Regions from separate parts of the Mus musculus genome. Here region 2 is linked to region 1. Evidence: chromatin contacts called from public Hi-C data. All regions are on one chromosome and are shown on one strand. The core of a region is the stretch at or near the end of the contact, and the rest is flanking DNA. Distances in the headings are between cores, read along the strand shown.

The links. Hi-C and Micro-C count contacts between places; a contact is called where the count stands out from the background.
Region 2: a contact with region 1 is called in a Hi-C map of the N1E-115 cell line, with 5 times the contacts expected there. The contact joins two enhancer-like sites. A contact is called at or near these places in 2 of 484 Hi-C or Micro-C datasets (the N1E-115 cell line and cerebral cortex).

Annotation. Positions count from the first base shown.
Region 1 is chr2:161,666,565-161,670,195 of GRCm38.p6, forward strand. All of the region lies in intron 15 of Ptprt (protein tyrosine phosphatase, receptor type, T), which reads right to left. Among named protein-coding and RNA genes, the nearest start is that of Gm35374, 280 kb to the left of the region's middle. Within about 2 kb of position 1,832, at least 12 of the 459 cell types and tissues checked have an H3K27ac peak or open chromatin away from gene starts, as enhancers often do. A contact at or near this core is called in the N1E-115 cell line, where this site is marked.
Region 2 is chr2:162,063,874-162,067,504 of GRCm38.p6, forward strand. All of the region lies in intron 7 of Ptprt (protein tyrosine phosphatase, receptor type, T), which reads right to left. Among named protein-coding and RNA genes, the nearest start is that of Ptprtos, 330 kb to the right of the region's middle. Within about 2 kb of position 1,923, at least 3 of the 459 cell types and tissues checked have an H3K27ac peak or open chromatin away from gene starts, as enhancers often do. A contact at or near this core is called in the N1E-115 cell line, where this site is marked.

The DNA.
Region 1 (3,631 bases), core at 582-3,081:
AGCACCTAGCTGAGCACTTAGCACCATGTTTTAAGTGCTTTTATTATGTTATATAAATGGATGGATGGATGGATGGATGGAGCCTCCATATTTGAAATTTCCCATAACTTCAGATTCCACACTATTCTGTACAAAGTGGCTGTACTTGACAGACTCATCTGTACTGTTGTAGAAACTGGCTTTGTTCTGCAGGAGTGAATAGCAAGGATTCCCCAGCTTGTACAGCCTGTGCGTGCATCACAATCATCTAGTATGTTTGGGTTGGGCTCCATCCTAGGAGTTTTAGAATTTTGTAAGTCTAGGGTAAAACTAAATATCTGTACCTTTCCAAGTTCCTAGAAGATACTGGGCTCTGTCCTTTGAGATGTACCCATCATAGGACATCATCTCTTGCTCAAGAGAGGAACGGATGCCACCTCTCTGTTCTCCTTCCTCTGTTCCTACCTAGGACCACACTTAGCCCCTCCCACTGTCACTGAGCTTAAGGACAAATACCTTTAAGCAAGATCTTCTACTCTCTTGAGACTTTATTCTAAGGAAATATAAACAATAGTGAAAATAAAGGGCCTAACATAGACAGTAAAGTGACTCTTAACCACTCTAGTTTCTATATGCACTACTTCTATCAACTGTGACATTGTAGATATTTTAGATAATACATAATGTTTGTTAGCATCCTTGATCTCAACCTTCTGGATGCCAGGCCTTCATTACTCTCAGATATCACATTAAAAATGTCTCTGGCTGGGTGTGCTGGCACACACTTATAATCCCAGACCTTTGGAGACTAACGCAGGATACTTCCCAATTGGAAGCCAGTCCATACTACTCAGTGAAACCCATCTTTCAAAAAAGAAAAGATATATAAGCATTGCCAAATATTTTGGGGTCAGAGTGGGGAATTTTTCCTACCAGGAGTACCTCTGTTTAAATGGAAAACTTTCATTTTTCATAGACTCCATCGTGTGTGGCTGGTACCTTAAAAACAGCTTGAAGCTTCATAATAGCACCATGAAGTGCTGGTTAGTTCTTTTTTGTTTTATTGATGAGAAACCTGGGCCCCAGAGAGTTAATTCTAAACTCATAAACTGGGTAAAGGGAGCAGGTGGGTTTGAAGCCCAATTCTTCAGTCTTCAGAGCCTGCTGTGTCTCTCACCTCCTCTGAAGCTTCTATTTAATAGCATGCAATCCTTTAGAGCCTCGTAAATGTCTAACAATAGGGAAGCGGCTCAGTAAATTACAATACTTCCCCTGGATGGAATATTATGCAACTATTAAAATGATGGAGTGCCATTAAAGATGAAAACTCTGTAACAACATGGAAAAATGCTAACTGGGTTGCATTAAGTTAAAATACGAAAAAAATAAAACCATGCCTACATTGTAATCACAACCACTAGGTAGTATATCTGTGTGTATGGCTGATAGAAGAGAGAAGACATTAGGGATAATTTTCCTTTCCTTCCCTTTCCTTTTTTGATATTCATTATTATCAGAGTAGCTTTGTGATTTTTATTTCTAAGTAGTGCCAGGATACTGATGAAACGTGGGCTACCAGGATTGCCACAGATTCGCTGGAATTACTGGAACTTACTCTCTCTCAGCCCATTGAGTGGGGCAAAGGGTTGCTGGCCTTATTTCCCCAAAACAGCAATATCACAAATGTGCTTTTGAACACAGAACCCTATCATTGCCCTGTCAAGCTTCCTTGAAGCACAGCAAGTCGCAGTGCAAGAGACAACTGCCCTGAAGGCATCAGGGTAGGTCACTCAGGGAGCAGGGGCCATTAGGAACATGCAGTCTTAGACTGGCAGACATGTCTGTCTGTTAAAGGCACTGAGCGGTGTGCTGGTCTCATGTATTATGCATCAGGAGTGGTCTGGCACCCTGGCTCGGCCGTGCAGGAGAGGCCTTGCAAAAGGAACATCTGATGAACTGATTGGTATGTCAAAATGTCATTAAGGATAAATTAATGGACGTGTTACTCTGGCTGTAAGAGACAGTGCCAGCAAGACATCAGGCAGCCGGCAGGCTGTTTTCCAGCCCAAGACAGACGGCGGCTTACAATGGAGATTCATGGTCTTTATGCGTTGTGAGATGCTTTGCAGGGAGAAGAATAAACAGAAATGCTCCAGCACTTAAGCGCCATAAAATCACAAGCATGAGATAAATTAATTAGTGTACACCAAGAAGGCGGCTTGTCTGTCTGCACTCTTGGGGAAAGCAAGAATAGATGGCATTGGGCTACAGATGACGGGTCCCAACACCAGCCTCCAGAGAAAGCAATTGAGTTTAATGGGCAATCATAAACTGCAGCTGATGGAAAGATAAGTCTGGTCTGAATTTGTTTTATTTTTTAAAAGGAAAACAAAAATAAAAACAAATCACAAACCAAAAATGATTTCTCCCTACTGCTTCCGAGCCCTTTGTGACTCTGGGTCACATGTGTAGGGAACTGGAGAAACCTAGGAACTGGCTCTCCTTCTATCATCAAGGAGGGAGGATTAAAACACCCCAACACTGCTGGAGCGACTCTTGGGGTATCTTCTAATATCCTAGATAGGGAGTACTTTATTCTCTTGTACCAGGAGGCTCATTACCTCACAGTTAGTCTGCCCCATTGTTAAATCACCAGTATCAGAAAGCTCTTTGGTTTTTCTTCGCATATTTCTTCTTGCAAATAAATAATAAGCTGTTGCTGGGTGCCAGACCCTGGGCTCTCTCTGCTCATAGCCTACATTGGAGATCCGGGAAGATGAAGATCTGGGAAGATGGATGATTGCTAAGAATATATGTCTAGCCCATGGTGGGACCATGGTCCAAAGCCAGGCCTACATCCATCAAATCTTGCCATACCTTCCTGCCACTCAGTTGTAATTGCCAGAACTACTACTCAATGGATGGGCCCTGATTTGAAGAGCAACACAGCCTATAGGAAGGCACAAATATGGGAACTTCCTTTGGGCATACCCTGGGCACTTTGATAAACATCTGGCTTGGGTTTGCCAACCAATCTCTCATGCAAAATTATTTTGCATGGGAAGTAAGTTATTTTTCCACTTAAGACTTACTCTTATTTGTCTTTTGAACGTTAAATCAATTGGAATAATTGTTTTTCAGAATATGCAAACCAATTTTATTCCTATATACTAACAATACACAATGAGGACAGAAATTTCGAAACATCAATGTAACGGCATGGAAAGAATGAGACTTTCAGGCAGAAATCTACAGGTCACACAAAAGACTATACATCAAAAAGTATGGTAAAAAGGTGATTCAAAACAAAATAAAGGCAAGAAGCTAAGCATGGTAGTGAAATCTGCAGTCTAAATATTACAGGAGGTAAAGTAGGAGATTAGGAAGTTGAAGTCGAGTCATGGTGGGTTCATGATCAGGCTCTCTTCGTGGTGGGCTCACAAGCTCTCTTCATGGTGGGCTCACAAGCTGACTTGCATAGTGAGTTCAAGTCCAGGGTGAGACTGAATGATGAGTTAAAAAGTCCAGGCTGCATACCCAGTGAGTTCAAGACAAGGTTGAGACATATTTACTTGTGACTGCCCAGCCTACTGCCCTTTGTAGTGTAGTTCACAAGCCTGTGTTCTTCTAAAAGAGAATCAAAGGAGGCCCA
Region 2 (3,631 bases), core at 673-3,172, 400 kb after region 1:
GTCTGTAGAGTCCGTGCTTAAGACCTTGGGAGTCAATGAAATTTCTGTAAGAGAGAGCACAGGGGAAGAACTGAGTGTAGGGACGAGAACCTGCAAATGTGGCAAAAATCAAGATAGCCAGGGCTGGAGACAGACACTGAGGGAGGGAAGCAAAAGGCAGGACAGGACGAGGGGGTGAAAGTTCCTGCCAAGGGGGATTAAGAATGATGAGGGCTGCGAACCCTCTGTGGAATTGTTGGAGGGAGATGCTGCCTCCATGCAAATCCCATTTGCTGCTGTCAATCCAGATCCCGTCCCACAGAGACTATTTCTGAGAAACAGACTCAAGACACGAAAAAACATCTCTTTCTATAAAATTGGTTCATGGAAACAGAACATAGGCATCGGGATTCTTTATGACTGACAATTTAAGGCCAATACTTATTTTCTGTAATGTTTGTTTTTCTGTATCTCTCCTGGGACCGAAAAGAATACTGCCACCATCAACAAACATTAAAAAGAGAAGAAAAGAAAACCTTGCTATTTGGAGCCAATCTGGAAACAAACCAACAAACAGAAAAACCTCTGGATATCTTTATATAGTAAACATATATCTCCATTACCTATAAAAATAACATTATGCTGGAGATATATAGATGGCATTTAATGTTAATTTACTCCAGCTTTACCTTCTTCCATTTCTGGCACCAATAATCCTCATAGTCTCTTCTGACCCACACATATGCAATGTCCAGCTTTAGTTACTACACATCAAATATTTATCCACTCTCATAATTTCAAATATACAGCCTCTTGTCTATTTCCACAGCTGAACCTCTCTCACCAGACAGAGTTTCTATCTGGACTGGGCAAATACATTATCAGAATCCAAGATGAAGTTGGTGTTTGGTGTGTTGGATATGATATTGGAACCTTGCCAAATGGCAGTGACTGTTTAGCAATGTTTAATTTGGGGTTTGAGGAAATAGCTTTCTACTTCAGAGATAGATGTGTTTTGTGTGTGTGTGTGTGTATATGTGTTTTGTGTGTGTGTGTGTGTGTGTGTGTGTGTGTGTGTGTGTGTGTGTGTTTAAGCCCTTTCAAATACAGGGCATTCAGGGTTGCTTATGGCCAGAACTCTGCAGATGAATTGAGAGATTCATACCCTACAGTGCTGAATCCTTCCTGGGTTCCCATCATTAAGGACTCAAAATGGTACTCAGCAGAAACAATAGGGAAAGAAGAGATTCTGGGAGGCTAGTTATTCACAGGACATGTTACAGTGCTTAGAAATAATTTCCTATAACTCCAACCAGGACATATCATTGATTTGCAGCACTCCTTTAAAAGATTTTTATCACTATTTAAGTGAATGTGTGTGTATCTCTGTGTGTACATGTGTACAAGAGTGCAGTGGGCACAGAGGCCATCGGATTCCCTGGAGCTGCCTGAGATGAATGCTGGACCCAAATATGGGTCTTCCAGAAGAGCAGCAAACGCTCTTAACCTCTGAGCCATCTCTCCAGCCCCCACAGTACACAGTTCCTGCCAGACCAGGGGTTCTCAGTCTCATCAGGGTTAACATTTGGTGGCACATGGTTCTGCAACTGGGGCCTGCCTGCCTTGTACATTTTAACATGCTTAGGAGCATCCATGGCCTCTACCCACACCAGATGCTAAACAATCAAACAAGTATCCAAATATGATTAAATGTCCCATGAGAAGACATCAAAATGGCGCCTGCCCAGCAGATCATTTATTTATGCAACTACACACTGTGGGTAGTGCAGCGTCCTTTTAGATGGTTTGAGGACCTGTCCATCATCTAGGACCAGAACAAGTTGCCTTCTTTCCTCCTTTCAGATAGCTTAATAGGATGTTTAACATCTCACTAAGATTTGTTCATTTCAAAGAAGAATGTGTCCTCATCCAACCCACGCCTGCCCCTGTCCACAGACAAGGCTCCTCCGGCTGCTTGAAGGGTGATCTGCACTGTGTCAGGGATGTCTAAGTAGATGCTTGTTTGACAAACACCGCATCCCACCAATCTGCTCAGTTTCAAAGCCACAGTTTTGTCTGCTGAGGTACTACAATATAAGCAAAGGCTCTGTCTATTAGAAGGGAGGAAGGGCATCTCTGGGAAGAGTTAATTCATCCATCCGCGGGAAATAAAGGAAGGGCTGTGAGTGTAACAGATATGTGCTTTCTGATCTCTGTGGGATGTGAAAAGCCCACAGTCTCTGTTGGCCCACATCTATGAGAAGGAGGGTCCTCAGTGAATTTGTTACTTACCAGCCTAAGCCAGAAAATACTTTATTATTCTATTCCATCACCACCATGCCAGAGCTGGTAAAGAACCTTGTCTGAAGAATTCCAAAGCCTGCCAGTGACATTTCTGAGTTCCTATCTTACCATCTCTGCCATCCTTAATGTACCCCAGCTCCCACCGTCATTATCTTATCTCTGCAAATGTGATTCTACTAGCATGGCTCTCCTTAATGTCCATCAAACACACTTCCATACAGACTGCCAGAATGGCACTTTGAAAGTTCACAGAATAAGAGCATCCATGTCTCTGATCACTAAATACCATAAACGGTATTAGGGAAAACAAACAACAACACGAACCACCATCATGTCCCACAGAGGAAACAAAGATGCTTGGGACAAATCAGTATGAGAAAGATGGAACAAGCAAAGGGACACACGATGTGCTGATGAGTCAACATAGTTTTCAACTAAAATACAATGTGGAGCTAGGGAGATGGTTCAACAGTTAAGAGAACTGACTGCTCTTCCAGAGGACCCAGATTAGACTTCCAACACCCACATGGTGCCTTACTTCTGTTCGCAACTCCAGTCCCAGAAGTTCCAACATCTTCTTCTTGCTTCTATGGGCACAGGCATGCATGTAGTACAGAGACATACACGGGGGCAAAATAGCCAAGCACATACAGTAAATATTTTTTAATTAAAATACAGAAAGCACACAATTCTAGCTGTGGCTTAATTACAGGCTTAAAAGTATTATTTTGCGTTTTTAGATTCTCAAGCATTTAAATCTTAGCAACATCTAGCATTGGCAAAGAAATTATGCAGACCTTGGGCTGCTTAGAAGTTGGAAGTGTAAATCATGCATGATTTATTAAAGGCAGGTTTCATATATTGTATTCTATTGCTTCATAGTAAGTCACCACAGTCACCACAGATTAAAACAACATACAGTGTCTCAAAGTTTCAGGGGTTCTATGCTCAGGACTTTATAAGCTACACAGAAATGCCAGCCAGGACTTGGACCTCATCTGTAGCTCAGTCTCCTTCCAAGCTCACACGCCATCGGCAGGCTTCATCTGCTTGTAACTGCAGATCTTGGGTGGACACCTTCTTTACGCTAGTGGAAAAGAAGGGCTCAGGCTTCCAGACTCTCTCTTAAAGGGCTTCCCTGGTTAATTACTAAGACTCATCTAAACCAGTTTCCCCTTTGACAAACTTAAAGCCAAGTGTTAGGCTCCTAGTTACATCTGCACAGCCACATTTTGCCATGTATTCAAGGATGATCATGGCAAGCCAAGTACCTGTCACAGAGGGTGTGTTTCGGTGGGGAGGATTAAGACTGCTTGGGTGAAGGTCACTAGAAATTAACTTATAATTC